Regions from separate parts of the Mus musculus genome. Here region 2 is linked to region 1. Evidence: chromatin contacts called from public Hi-C data. All regions are on one chromosome and are shown on one strand. Each heading gives the region's core, a stretch centred on a gene start, on an enhancer-like site or on the middle of the called end of the contact. The rest is flanking DNA. Distances are from core to core; before and after follow the strand shown. Region 1 has its middle 290 kb from the start of Kif16b. Region 2 overlaps Kif16b (kinesin family member 16B).

Evidence for each region. A called contact is a pair of places that touch in the nucleus more often than the background predicts.
Region 2: a Hi-C map of cerebellum shows a contact between it and region 1, with 2.3 times the contacts expected there. The contact joins two enhancer-like sites. A contact is called at or near these places in 3 of 484 Hi-C or Micro-C datasets (cerebellar granule neurons, cerebellum and nephron progenitors), 2 of 115 datasets of contacts at active chromatin or transcription factors (cardiomyocytes and double positive thymocytes) and 1 of 9 other capture datasets (adipose tissue).

Annotation. Positions count from the first base shown.
Region 1 is chr2:142,608,276-142,615,857 of GRCm38.p6, reverse strand. No RefSeq gene overlaps it. Among named protein-coding and RNA genes, the nearest start is that of Kif16b, 290 kb to the left of the region's middle. Within about 2 kb of position 4,512, at least 64 of the 459 cell types and tissues checked have an H3K27ac peak or open chromatin away from gene starts, as enhancers often do. A contact at or near this core is called in cerebellum, where this site is marked.
Region 2 is chr2:142,695,116-142,702,697 of GRCm38.p6, reverse strand. It overlaps Kif16b (kinesin family member 16B), which reads left to right. Exons shown (of 26, transcript NM_001081133.2): 22 at 25-75. Among named protein-coding and RNA genes, the nearest start is that of Kif16b, 200 kb to the left of the region's middle. Within about 2 kb of position 3,862, at least 23 of the 459 cell types and tissues checked have an H3K27ac peak or open chromatin away from gene starts, as enhancers often do. A contact at or near this core is called in cerebellum, where this site is marked.

The sequences.
Region 1 (7,582 bases), core at 3,263-5,762:
AAACATGACTCTTAAAGCTTAATTATCCAATAAGATCGCAGTTTACAAGATACCAATACAATAATTTCAGAGCCAATTGATAAAGTTAAAGCTTTAACCCAATTATTCTAACCTTGTGAAAATCTTAGCTACTTGTGGCTGTTTAAAACCACGTGAGATCAGGATCATCTTCCTGTTCAACTGCCTCCATGTTGGCATTTCTCCTTCTCCCCTCCCTGTTACCTCTCTATCTCTCCTTGTCCTCCAAACTCCTAGCTTTGCACCCCTTTTCCTGTCCAATCACAGGCCTGCCACTGCCTTAATGTGATTGGACAGAGAAAATCCGGCAACACATGGTTTGCTTTCTACTTCCATGAATCAGTCTGTGCTGATTGGGTGGTGCCTAATAGATGATGCAGTTTCTAGGTCGACCCAGGGCCTGCAGTCATCCTTCTTCCTCAAAATGGAGTCTCCTAGCACTCAAAATAGTCCCTGTACTCAGGAGGCAGAGGCAGGTGGATTTCTATGAATGACGCCATTTTTCTACATACTAAGTTTCAAGCCAGCCAGGTCTACATAGGAAGAACTTAAAGAGAGAGAGAGGGAAGGAGGGAGAGAAAAGGAGAGAAGAGGGAAGAGGAGAAAGGAGAGGAGCAGTCTTCTGGAGCAAGGCACTGACTGAAACTCCACGAGTTTGTCTAGTATGGAGTAATTTAGGATAAAACATAGCCTGACAACAAGACATACTTTACCCATTGCTAGACAAGTTACTTCTTTCCCATTTATATGGGAGGATGTGTGTACAAAGAGATGGGCCAGCCATCTCTCCCCAAGCATCAAAGTAGGATAGTGTACCAGGTACACAGTGGCAAAGGAGGGAAAAAACTTGTGAGTGATGCTGTTTGCTTACATGAAGGCAGGTCACCAGAAAGAAAGAAACTAGTCTCCAGAAGGGAAACCCAGAAGAACGAACGGCACATACAGGAAGCCTGCATTTAAACCACCCCAGTGCTTGAAAGCTATAACTTTGCTGAAAGCGTCACACATTCCTGTGCAGTTGACAATCGAAGCCATGTGTGTCTTGCTCACAGTTGTGCCTGGGAACAGCTCAGGACACAATTGCCTGAGGCTTTGCTATTCCTGAGAGTCCTGCCTTCCTTCCCAGTCTTGTAGAAAGGGAGGAAGGAAGGAAAAGAGGGAGGGAGGGAAGCGAGGAGAGAGGGCTGCAGCTGTTCCTTCAAAGCTGCCAGAACTATCTTGAGAGGAAATAATCACAGTGAATATTAACAGTTTGTGAAATTAAGTTTGTTGTTGGTTAATTTGCACTTGGGTTGATGTCTAAACTCTTACCAGTTCTTCTCCTAAAAACATAAGCTAGAAGCCAAGGAAAGGAAAGGGAGGGTGTGCTGTCTTAACAAAACGTCTTCAGTATGTGTTTTAAGCTTGTTTTCAATGAATATAAAAGCAGCATGATGGCCCCCAGGCGCAAGGTAATTCACATCCTGGACAATTGTCCTTTTCAGGTAGAGAGAAGTCATATTTAGATTTAGAAACTGTTTTTTCCCTTACCTTCTAATGCTTGTCTGGGGTGACCTTATGCATAGAGATCTGGTTTTGTTTTATGGAAGGACTTTTGGCCAAAGAGCACAGTGCTCACTTGAGAGCTGGGGACTTGAATGTACCTGAGGGACACCTTGTCTGAAGAGCTTGCTACTACAAGTATGGTCCACATGTGCATCTCTTATGGGAAACACCGATGCCACTGAGAAAGTTCCCTATCGAATACCTCAAGCCAGGTCTTCAGTGTGACATCCTTCTCCTCTGCCTTCCCCGCCCCAGGGCCCCTCCTATTAGCTCTTTCCCATTTGGAGTGGGAGAGTCTTTCCCAGGGAAGAAATGTAATGCACAACTATGCTGGATTGGGGCTGTATCAATCAGAAACTTTTCTCTGGTTGTTTACAATGCAAGTTGGTTGATAGTTTTGAAAGTGTTTCCTGTTTGAATTCATATGTAAAACCATGTGATGGCCACCTCCCCAGTTCTTTTCTGTAATGTGTGTGCGGGGGGGGGGGGGGGGGGGAGGAGCAGAGGTAGGGAAGGCGATGATGGGGCAGAACAAACTTGAGCACTAATGTGGTTCCATGGCCACATGTTTAGTGTCAACAACCATTCTGAACTGGAACACAGGACAGAAGGAGTCAGAGGCAACTGTCCTCTCCCATCATGGTTCCAGAGCCAAATTCCAGTCACTGGGAGTTGGTTCTCCCCTCCTGTGGCAGATTCCAGGGGGCATCAGGCATGTCTGTCCAAGCCTTTTGCCAGCTGGGATACCTCATAGCCCCTAAGCCAATGGTTCTCAACCTGTGGGCCATGACCCCCTTGGAGTTGAAGGACCTTCTCACAGGATATATGTCAGATATCCTGCATCACAAATATTTACATTACAGTTCATAACATTAGTAAAATAATAGCTATAAAGCAGCAACAAAAATAATTTTATGGCTGAGGGTCACCGCAACATGAGTGAGGAACTGTATTTATGAGGAACTGTATTAGGAAGGCTGAGAACCACTGCCCTACATTACTATGCTTGGTGCAAGGAAAAAAAAAGTCATTATTGGTCTTTAACCAGTGAAAACATTGCTCTTAAGTGACAGACGTCACTGAATAGGGCTGCACTGGTAAAAGAGACTATGTCACATGGATATGTGGTGGTACATTGTCTTAGAGTTGTCATTGCTGCTGTGAAGAGACGCCACGACCAAGGCAACTCCTATAAAGGCAAACATTTAACTGGGGTTGGCTTACAGTTTCAGAGGTTTAGTCCATTATCATGGTGGGAAGCATGACAATGTGCAGGCAGGCATGGTGCTGGAGGAGCTGAGAGTTCTACATCTTAATCTAAAGGTATCCAGAAGGAAACTCTTCTCTGCAGGCAGCCAGGAGAAAGGTCCTCTCTTCCATACTGGGTGGAGCCTGAACAGAAGAAAAGACCTCAAAACCCACTCCTGCAGTGAGGGACACACTTCCTCCCATCCTCCAATAAAGCCACACCTCCTAATAGTGCCACTGCCCATTGGCAAAGCACATTCAAGCCACCACAGACATGCTTCAAAGTCTAGTGACAACCACAGGTCATAAGCAGCGCAGCTTTGTACCTGGCTGCTAATGACAAAGAGCCTTAGATATGTTCTAGCTCCAGGCTCCAGTTATGGGCTTAATAGAGTTCAGATGTGACTGAGAAACGGGCTCCAGCAGAGGAGGCTCAGACAGTACTGTGAGAGCTCATGTGGGGGACAGACTACATCGACCACATCGGTAGGCTGTACTCTGCCTGCAGTCACCAGTCACCATCTCTGAAGTACAGTGTTCTGCTGTTTCACTAAAGGTTAAACAGCTCGAAGGGGGTTGTGACTCACTCAAGTGAAAGAGCTAATTGGAACCTGAGTCTTGTGTTAACTCTGGGGCCCCCTGCTACTGTCTAGATTAGAGGAGAATCCTGACTATGTCAGTCCTGGGGAGGCAGGATATAGAACTTACACCAGTTATTTTCATAAAAGGAAAATTTGAGTGATTTATAGCTAGCTGAAAAGAACGGAGGTAGAGACCACAACTGTGTCACAGAGGTGGAAACTGCCATTAGCAGCTGCCTTCCCTAGAGTTGGAGAAATGTGTGGGGAAAGGCTGGGACATTCAGACTTAGAATCGTGGAGGGACTGCCCCACAGTACTAAATGCAAGCACCACAGAGGAGAGGCATGTGAACTCCTGTCCTCCATACCCCCCCCCCAGCTTCCTTCCTGGGGCATTTAGCTTTGCCCACCTTCCAAGAGATCGTCCCAGGTAGGCCTGTGGACAATTTCCAACTCTCATTATCCTCCCCTTCCCACTCCCAGAATATCCAACTGCTTATTACCTAAATTAACCTGAATGGGCTGGGGAAGTGTGTGTGTGTGTGTGTGTGTGTGTGTGTGTGTGTGTGTCCATCTATGCAGCTATGGAGAAAGTCGTCCTTGCTGTTTCTGCTGGGTAAGGCTTTCCAGATTGGGGAAGGAGTGGCCACACCCCTATAAGGAACCCCTTACCTGGGCTCTGTAATGAAAGCCAATAAACTCATTGGTTCCCTAGAATAAAGTTGGTTGTATTGTGCTTTGGTATGACACTGGGTCCTTAGGAAAAGGGTTACATGTTGCTTACATCTCTCTCTGGGAAAGAATTTTAGCAACAAGGGAACGAGTGGGAATGTAGCACCACCGGTGCTCCCTTCTAATTTGGAAGAAGGTATTTACTGTCCAGATGCCTCCTCCTCGCCCCCCTTCCCCCCTTCCCCCCCCCCCCCCAGGTGCTGCTACATCTCCAAGGGTAAAGACAAAATGTAGTCGGCTGATAAATGCAAACCAGCATGCTGGGTCTAGATGCTGTCCCTTGCATGTTCTGCTGTCACCACCAGGGGGAAGAAGTGGGGCACAGGTGATGCTGAGAGGAACAGGAAGTCCCCGGGAAAAGGAAGTAGACATTGAGACTTGCTGGTATGCTGGGAATAGACAAGAAAGAGGAACAGGTTCTCTTCTCTGTACCATGTAGGCCTCCTCCCTCTAGTACCCTGACTTGGCAAAGCGTCACGGGGAGCAGCTGGCAGAACAGAATTAAGGTTTGCATGTGCCAGCCCCACAGGCCCAGAGCAGAACAGAAAGGGGTAGACTTAAAATCTGGAAGGAAGTTTTACTAACGGGCACGCTGAGTTTCCACTTCACCTGAAGCCAGGACCTAACTGTCACCAGTTGTCAGTCAACTGTTCTGAAGTCAGACACTATGAACCAGCATTGTGTGTCCCTAGTTACTATCTAACTGCTGGGCCACTATACTATGGCCTGGGTGGGGTGGGGGGGGTTGTCTTAATCTATATGACTTCAGGCCCCCAGGCACATAGCTCTACACACACACACACACACACACACACACACACACACACTTTTTTTTTTTCAATTTAAAGGGGAAGGGAGGAAGGAAAAGAAAAAGGAACCAAAATATCAAGACACCCATTCCTGAAGCAAAATGATAGTTGGATTTTTTTTTTTTCTATTCTTCCATCAAGAAAGTTGCTTGATGACTCAGAAAATGGATCAGGGAGGATACGCTCCAATTCCTCAGTCATGTGGGGCAGACCAACAGTTTAGATACGCCCCAGGGACATGAGATGAGGAGATTTCTAGAACATCTGTCAGGGGAGTAAGCTTTATGGGCAGAAGTTTGGAGGCCAGTGTTGCTATGTTATTGATTAATTCAGTCATTGTTGTGTTCTTTTTGAGGCTACTGAGTACCCCTATTACTCTGTACCGAGTCACTGCTAATTCCCATGGACTATCCATTTAAGGTGGGCAGCTTCCTCTCTTCTGCTCAAGTGACTTGAAGTGCTATTCACTTGAGAAATTACTTTTCTGCTTATCTTCATGAGAGGCATGCTCAGCCATGACATCCCTGGCGCTGACCTTAAGAGTCCTAGAATGACGGTTTTGAGCCTCAGAACCCAAAAAGAGCTATTTCTCAAAAACCATTAAGGGCTCAGAAGCATACACGAGAGGACGGGAGGTGCAGCCTTTTTGCTGTGATAGTTTGTTGACCTTGTTGACTTTGTGAGACAGGGTTTCTCTTTGCCATGTAGCTTTGGATGGCCTGGTATTCATTCTGTAGATCAGGCTGATCCCAAACTTGCAGTGATTCTGTGGCCCTTGCCCTCCAGGTGAATGGATTATAGCAAATGGATCACTGCCTCGTACCCTCTTCCTGCTCTCTCCCACAATCCTGTACCTTAAGTCTTTTTTATCTCATAGCTTTTAGAGACAGAGGGGATGCACAAGGGTTTCTTTTAAGTAAGTAGGAAGGAGGTGGGATGCTGCAATTCTCTTGTTGCAACTCACTAGGAAAGTGGCAGGAAGGGAAAGAGGCTCATTGTGTTGTTCTAAGCACCAGGAGTGAGAACCAGAGAGATGACCCAGGTCTGCTGGGGTCAGCAGGGGCCAATGTGCAGGGGCTGGATGGGAGGGGAGAAAAGAATCTGTAAGAGCCAAGTTAAATCCTGAGGTTAAAGGTTAGACTTGACCCTGGACTTGGGGAAATAGCTGGTCATTTTCATTCTCTTAGCTGACTCCATGACAGATGAGAGTTCTTGGACCACAAGGCTCCATGTTTCTTGTCTGCTTAGGCACTGCTGGGTAGTGAGAGACGGGCCACTGGTTATCTATCTAGTAGAATTGCTAGGTGTGTTTCAGGGTGGCAGGTGAGGCACAGGGATGCTTGATTTATTATTCTAGAATGGATATTAAGTCTTCAAGCTGCTTCTTAGCAACGGACTAGAGGAGGCAGAAAGGATGAAGTAAGGAAAGCTAGAGCATTGGTGACAGGGTCCTCAGGTACGCAGATCAGTGGAAGAAAACCAAGAATGGGCATCCACAGGGAGGCAGGGGACATCAGCAAGGTTCTGTGATGTGAGCATCTAATGTGACTCCAATTCAAAGAGGGAAACAAGTATGCTGTCTTCTAACAGTGACTGGCCCAAAGCAGAGCCTGAGGGTGCTGAGGAGGCCTGGGGAAGTCAGAATCCCAGGGCTACCTTCCCAGCTGCAGCCTGAGCACTCCAGTCCCCAAGAAGGGAGCTGCTTCCAGGCTCCTAATTGCATTGCTGTATCTTCCTGCTGCAAAAGACCAGACCTGAGGCTCCCAGACATTCCAGATGTGAGTGTGCGTGCGTGCGTGCGTGCGTGCGTGCGTGCGTGCGTGCGTGCGTGCGTGTGTGTGTGTGTGGGCACTCGCGCACAGGACATGGAAGAAGAGAGCCTGTTCTGTTTCTAGGAAGTCTGGAAACTAGAAACCACAGCCAGATGGGCCCAGCCTGGGGGATGGTCATGGCACATTGGAGCATGAAATCAGACTTTGGAGGGAGATGAGGGTATGGTTTGGCGGCGGATCAGGAAGGGATTCTCAGCCAGACATTTATGTGTGATGGGATGGCCTAGGTTTACTATCAATGAAACAGATACAGGATAAAGCAAGCGCAAGGGTGCTTCAGTATAGTTTCTTCACTGGATGAGTGCAACTCCTGACTCTCAGCAGCCTCGGCAGGTGACTGCCGAGGTGGTCAATTATCACAAGGAGGCCTAGCAGGCCTTCCTCTCACCCTTTCTTTGACCCCTCAGGCTTGCAGTTATTTTCCTGCTCACCCCAGCATTCCTCTCTTTTTGCTATTCTTCCTCTCTACTATTCCACCCTGAACCAGAATTAAAACCCAGACTATGGAGTCGCATGAGTAAAGAATTCACTAAGGCATCCTAGCCACAAGAGAGATTTCGGGGGCTAATATAGTATCCCAGAGGGGTCAGAGTTGGAAGCTGAATAATAAAGCTTTATTATATTATCAGTGTGTATATTCTTGCATTAGAGAAGGACTTGACATACATACACACGCACGCACGCACACACATGCACACGCACACACACACTTTTGAAGGAATTGACTTAGGTACTATGGCTAAGAAAATCTAAACTCCTTCAGATAGCATTAAAGAAGGGTTTATGTATGGTAGACCAAAACTATCACCCAGAGGAGA
Region 2 (7,582 bases), core at 2,613-5,112, 87 kb before region 1:
AGACAGCTTTTCTTTTCTTCTCAGAGTAATGAGGAACTTCACAATGGCACCACTCAACGTAAGCTAAAGTATGAGGTAGGTAATGATTTTTTAGATTGATAGGGTTGCTTAAATTATGGCATGCTTGTGTGATTAAATTTTCTTAATGTTTAGTTGCATAATTAGAATTTTGAAGTCCCAGTGAGATTAATGGCTAATAGAGAAGGCAAACTATTATATAGACATAAAATTAAAGGGAATCCTGCAGGCCTAAAACTGTGTTGGCTTTATTTGAATGGCCTGTAGCTATGCCAGGTTTCTCATTAGCAACGGTATCCTTTCCCTTGGTCTGCATTGAAAGGACAGAATTATATAATCAGGATCAGATAGGAGGTGGGGTTGGAAATGAAACTGAGAACTTCTCAGTGTAATTAAAAGCCTGTTGGTTTTATATCTGAGTTGGTACAGAGGAACCCCTGGATCATCCAGCTCTCTTGTCTCTCTGGTGGACAGTTGCTATTACAGCATTCAATTGGTAAGATATCACTTGAGTTTCTTCCACCAAATAGCCCAAGAACTTTTTTTTATTGCTAGGTGATAGAAATCTTGCCATCAGTATCTGTGGTCCATTATTGAACAGAGAGCAAAAGGAGGTTGGGTGTCCATAGTTTCTTGACTCACTTGGACCACACCCACTTCTCCTGCTGCCAGTAATAACAGTAGCCTCCTCTAGACATTTTTTTTTTCCTATTGGGTATCTCTGTCAGAGGAAGAAACTGTCTTATATTCTTTTGTTTGTTTGTTTCCATGGCACCTGACAAATTACAGGCATGCAGCATGCCTTCCTTAGTGAAGGTTTGTAGGGATCAGCACTGGTATTCTATCTAATTAGGGAGAATATGATTTAAGACTCACATAAAATAATTGAGAGAGATACAGAGAGACAGAGACAGAGAGAGAAACAGAGAGACAGAGACAGAGAGAGAGCATGCATGCAGTGTGACCTGGATGGGTGTGTTTGCCCAAATGGGTCGAACAGCTAACTCTAGCCTCTTAAACACTGAGTCAACAGTTTGGGAATGTACTTCAGAAAAAAAATGCAATCATAGACCAAGAAATGGATACTGTGGATTAATCCTACACCGTGTGTCTCTATCAAAATACTCAGTGATTTGTTAGACTGTGTAACATGGAAATTGATGTTCCATAAATGAATCAACCCTCTGTCATTAAATCATATATCAATCAAAACCAATGACTTAGTCCTTCTATCTCACCTCTCAATTAATCTACTCCAATGAACCCAATGGCTATAAGACTTGCCATGTACAAAAAGAATGCCAGAAAGACATAGCACACCCCCATTTCAACCTTTTTTGACATCCTAAACAGACAGGGCAGCCTTGGTCTGCACCGTGTGTTATCCCACTTCTGTCCAAAGATGCTGCTGACTCTCCCAGTGTCCTTAGAGAAGAGAGTGAGATGTGTCCGAGCAGCCAGAGAAGCCATCTCATGTCACAGAACACTTCACTCTCCACAGCGTTCTCTATGGCCTCCCAAGAGAGAATGGTTCTACACTCAGGAACTGAGTTGCTGAAGAATATTGGTGACAAATTTTGTTACCCTGAGAATTCTGGCCACCTTGAACCAAACCGTGCTCATCTTCTTGAAATCACTTCCCTTAATGAAAGGAGCTCTAGAGATGCACAGAATTCTCAGGGTGAGTCAGAAAATGGCAATGGGTTTATGGCTCCTGAAGAGAAACAAAGCTGGGGAATTGAGTCCAGCTGGACATTGTTGCAACACGTGTCACAGCAAGTGCCAGCAAACAGAGGAAGCCAGCAAGCTATGCAAAGCAGGGTGCTGCGCTTTGTTCTCTCTGAAAGCCTTTCTCAAAGGGAACAGCCCACTGGCAGCTCTCCTCAGAGAGTATCAGCTCCTACATTGAGTTGTGAGCAACAAAATGAGAAATACTCCGATGCTAAAAACACTAGTATTCTAGCTCCCCTAGTCAATATCAGGACAGAAGCAAAGAAGCAACTGGGATTTTTTTACCACAAATTCTCAGACCTTTATAAAGACACCAGCGGCCACCTGATACAGGCTGGGACGAAAGTAATGAGCCAAGCCAAGCATGTTGGGAGTATGTGTGACCCAGGTGAGCTGACCTCCCATGTGACAACCTTCATCAGAGGCCTGCCATTATTGGAGCACTTACCCCAGCACCTGCCCTTGAGGTCACTCATGGTGCCATCAGGTCCTCCTCCTCTTCCTGAAACTCAGATTGGCAGCTTCAACAGTGAAGGTGGAGGAAGCCCAAGGTCAGCCAAGAGCACAGCACCTCACAGGAACTTGGCCTTCACATCTACAGATGCACCAAATTCCTGTCTAAATTCAGTTTTCCGTCTTGACTATGAAGATGCTGGGAAGATCATTGCATTTAAGCAGACTCTTGTACCTTTCCCAGAACAAATGCTGAGGCTTCAAGAGTGCCCTCTCACAGACCTCCTTGAGCACATGACATGTTGTTTGCCAGAGCCTGTGGACATAATGAAGGCTGTCAAAGGCATTTACTGGCTTGCAGTTGCTAACTGCTCCCAGCCTGACCCCCAGGCTGCATGCTTGCTCCTGCTGCCTTCAATTCTGTATGCTCTGGTACTGGTAGATGGTTGCCCAGGCTCCATGAGCACTTTTCATGCTCTCCCTCTCACTGCACTGCAGGAGATTCAGGTCGGCTTTGGTGGGCAGAGCATTCGTTTCCTGGGCTCCACAGAGGACCTCTTGCTTACTGTGCTTACTTACAACAAGAGCCTCACTCAGCAGCTCTGCCAGGACCTCCTGGGTGTGCTAATGGCTGGGTCTGAAGCTGCTGCCTACAGCAATCACCCTTTGCTCCATCAGGATCTGGTTCAGCTTTCTCTTGATTTGAAGGCAGAAATCCCTGTTTTAGCTTTGGCGAATGGAGTTCAGTTGTCTTGCAATTTCCAGACAACCTTGGTAGACATGGTCTACTTTCTTCATGGAAATATGGAGGCCAGTGTCCCTTCTCTGGCAGAAGTTCAGTTACTGCTCTATACCACAGTCAGATTGGAGAGTGAGGCTGCTTGTGCCCCCTGCCTATCATTCATCCTTTTAAACACCCACATGGCACTCCTGAGGGAGGATCATGTGTTTTACCCCCACACTGGCTCTCTAAACACACTTCCTCCACATGGGCGATTTGATGTGATCACGTGCCAAGCTCTGAGTGAGTTCAGATGTGTCATAGTTCCAGAGAAGGACAAAGTGTCAAAGGTAGAGCTGGTCTTCCTAAGGAAACATGGGCTTCCCTTGAACAGAGGAAGTGGTCTACCTGAGCAGAGTCGAGTTACCTCAAGCACCCAGGTGGTTATTCCGTTGTGTCTTGAGGATGGACAGGATCAGGCACTCGACATCTGGAAACTCACTTTCAATTCTCAGGATGAGGCTCTTTGGCTAATCTCATATTTAACAAGACTCTAGGAAGGAGACATTTAGAGATACAGGGCAGTTTCTTTTAGACCTTCAATAAAATGAACATTATAAAAACAGTCAAGGAAATATGAATGTCTCAGTGTACTTGATTGAATGGGAAAAAGCAGAACTCTGAAATTGAAAGTGTAAATATTTTGAATAAAGCAAAGTGAAAATAGCTGATAGCAGAGAACTGGAAAAATATCTTTATTGCCACCTGCTTCATTGTCTCAAAGCTCAGATTGTAAATTTGGATCTGCTCAATTACTGGTGCCATGATTAAAGCATTCTGACAGCTTGGCTTAGTTGTCTGTTTATGGTGTGGTAGCTTGGAATCGGGTGGTGCCTGCTGGCGTCCAGTGGACTAATTTGTGCTGTCTGGAAAGGTGCCCAGTCTGGCAGTGACCTTCATCAACACCCTCCGTGTTGCCCATGAGTAGCACAGCTGTGTGGTAGAGTGCATCAATGCTTCCTTCAGCTTCCCCAGTCCATGCCCCACACATAATTTTTACCAGTCTCCTTCTTTCTCTGAACTTCTGTGTTTTTATCCTGGAAGTGCTGTTTGTCTTGTTGTAACCTCTTTATGGCTTATTTCTGCTGTCTTGTCAAATATACAGTTGCCTTGGATGACGTTCAGCACTCTCTATGTCTTCCATCTTTCCTGTCCCTTGACTAGCCGTGACTCAGGTCTGCTCAGCCAGGTATCTTGCTGGCCTGAGGTGAGTTTGCAACTATCCAGGCTTTGTTCATTCTTCATTTACTCCTGTGTGGCAATCCCGTGAGCAGTCGGGAAACATGCTTTGAGTTAGTTTATACCATCCAGCTACTGTGCCCTTGTTCTCCTTTCTCTTAGATGCATGTCCACTAAATCCCAGAGTCTCAGAAGCAGGGAAGTTGCCTCTTTTCTCCATTGACTCACCTTCCTCTCTGCTGGGCACAGACTCAGCACACTCGGTGCAGTTTAGTGGGTCTCCAGTTTCATTAAATCACTCATTTCAGCTTTGGCTTGGAAGGGCCTTTCTGTTCTGGTCACATTCTTGGCTAATGGTCAGTATAAGTGTGGGCTCTTTATTTCTGTCAGTAGCTGATGATGGAGGTGAAGTCAAAACCTAACCCACCCAGAAACTTACCATCTGCTTTTTGTCAGAATTGCCAAGAGAGCAGACAAGCTATTGAAGTGTCTCCACATTTTCATCTGTTTCCTCTGTTTAGATTCTGGGGAAATGAATAGCAAAACATAGAAGTGGAGAATGTGTTGTTGCCTTCTGTGGACCAGTGGCAAGCTTATTGTTTTCAACAGAATTCTTATCTGGAGATAGAGTGTGGTTTTGTTACTTCCAAAACACCCCTCCTCTGATACACACATCCAAAGCCTTTTAAGTATATAGAGAACGTTGTGAAAATTACTATCACCACTTGACCCCAACTTTAACTATGGGTCTCTCTTGGGTGAAAAAAATCTTGAAAATCCCATAATATTCTTCTAAAACCTCATCAATACTATTTCTACTTTTCATTTTTTTTAGCTAATATAATTTATATTACTTGCCATGACTCTTTTGTCATATATGTTTGATTAAACAAACAAATAAACAGAATTAAGTCATGAAGAACTGAGACTAAAATTGAAGATGCTGACAGAGGGATATAATGATTGAGAACAGGAAGCAATACAAAAGTTATCTGTTATTTTAACAAAGACTGTCTACCTCAAACAGACAGACTTCCATAATTTTACCATGCTACAAATAATGGCCTTTAGGGTTTGTCTTAGTTAGGGTTTCTATTGATGCGATAAAAACACCATGACAAAAAGCAAGTTGAGGAGGAAAGGGTTAGTTCAGCTTGTACTTCCAGATGATAGTCCACTACTAAAGGAAGTCAGGACAGAAACTTAAGCAGGGCTTCAACCTGGAGATAGTAGCTGATGCAGAGGCCATGTGCTGCTTACTGGCCTGCTGCACATGGCTTGTCCAGCCTGCTTTCTTGGAGAACAAAAGACTGCCAGCCCAGGGATGATGCTACCCAAAATGGGCGGTGCCCTCTGCCATTGATTGCTAAATGAGAAAATGCCTTATAGCTGGATCTCATGGAGACATTTCCTCAACTGAGGCTTCTTTCACTCTGATGACTCCTGCTTGTGTCAAGTTGACACCCAAAACTAGCCAGTACGGGGGTTTTGTTTGTTTTGTTTCTCCCTGTATGGAACATGCAATAAATATAAGCATTACATAGAATTGTGTTGTCTGGTGTCACGTTTTGAGTATGGTATATGGTTCAAATAGCCTCAACAGTAACACAGTCGGTTCAGATCTCATCATATTGTGGACTCACCTCTGGTAAGTCTGTCTTGTGACCCTACTTGTCACATCCCTCACCTGTGTATACTTTTTACGTTGCAATAAAATGCAGCTCATGGGAGTGAGAATTTGGTTGTTATGCTCCATACAATAGGAACCGAGATTGTTGTAGTTACTCCAGAAGCCTGTGGAATAGACTTGGTCTGTTGTCTACCATGGCATCCTTTCTCAAGAGTCCCCAGCCTCTGACAGGTCCTCCTATCTACATTAGACTAGGTATGAAATGGTACAATGTATGCAGCCAAGGTAACAGTTTAGTGGTAGGGAATTTCTGAAGCAGCTTTGTCCATAGTGGGTGTTGTGGTGTTTTGAGTTGTTGGGATAGAGGCATAAACACTTGAATTGTGGAATCAGGGGTATGCTCTAGACGCTACCTCTTTGAGAACTTGAAAGGGCAAGTTCATCTGAATTTGACTAAACCTCATCTTGCTCACAACTGCCTGCTTGAGACTTGTTCTTGGCAGAGTAAATTTATTTAGACTTTGTTGAAAAACATTTTAAAATAGTTGGTCTCAAAACTCTGAGCTCTTAGAAAATATTCATCTTTCCCTTTGGAAGGGCACAGTTAAGCCTTTCAGCAGAACAATTACAGTAAATGTCTCTTAAACTTTTTTTTTTTCAGATGCCGTATATGGTAAATAGATCTGAACTTCCTTTGTTAATGGTTCACTGATGGCTAGGCTGTTTTGCTGTATTGCTTAATTTCTAGTGAGATCATTTTATTAATGTAGTTATTCCGTGTACAGTGTACACAGCTTAGGCATCTTCATTCTTCACAATGTGTGTTGTAAAAAATGTCTTATCTATCCATTGTTGCCAAGTATTGAACAAGTCTTGAAGTTTCAGTGGTAGAGGAAAGACAAAAGGATTTTTAGAAGTGGCTCTGCTCAACTGAGCTAGGCTCATGAGTCACACATGCTTCATTCTGAGGTCTGTACTACAGGAATAGTCATCATCATGGGGTGGTAGAAGCACCCAAGAACAGCCATGCCAGCCACTGTCACATCATTGCCTAATTACCACTGAGATGTTCTCCATCTTTAGTCTGCCTCGTCAAAGCACTGTCTGCAATGGAAAGAAGCAAGTGTAGTCCGAAAGTTGCCTTGGGTCACAGCCTTTAAATGGATAGTTGTCTTTCTACTACGAATTTTTATCCAACAGTCTTGAGTCCTTTCTCTATTCTTACACAACAGCTTCCAAACCACCATGATCCAATCGCACAGGTCAGGACGTGCCTCTGTCATTTTTGCAAGCTCCTTTCTAAGGAAGGTAACCAAACGCTCTAGTTGGTTAAAAGGAGCCAGTGTTGATTGTCTGTCACCACTCTGGCCCTTGTTTGGTTAAAACTCTCTTACTCAAGGGGTTTACAATGGTGACAGCAATTCCAGGTACCCTGTGTACTCTGGTTTTCAGAATGTGGAGCTGTTGCCCATGTTTTTTATCCTTTATCCTTGAAAAGGCACTCCCAGAAAGGAGAATCTATCATCGTTTTTCACTTTACATTTGGGCATTTGAACCAATAATTGATTGCTGTAGCATGCAGATCACACAGTTAGCAAAATCTGAAAGAGCATGCCTCCTACGCTTTATAGACCTTATGGTATTAAGACAAGGTCCCTTCCTGGCATAGGGAGGCTTCTACAGTGAATGTAAACCTGTGTTGGCCATTTGTCATGTTCTCACTGTCTTCCTGCTCACACTCTTTATTCCTATTTTCTTACAACCTGTCTCCTGTTCAACAGTGTAACAGA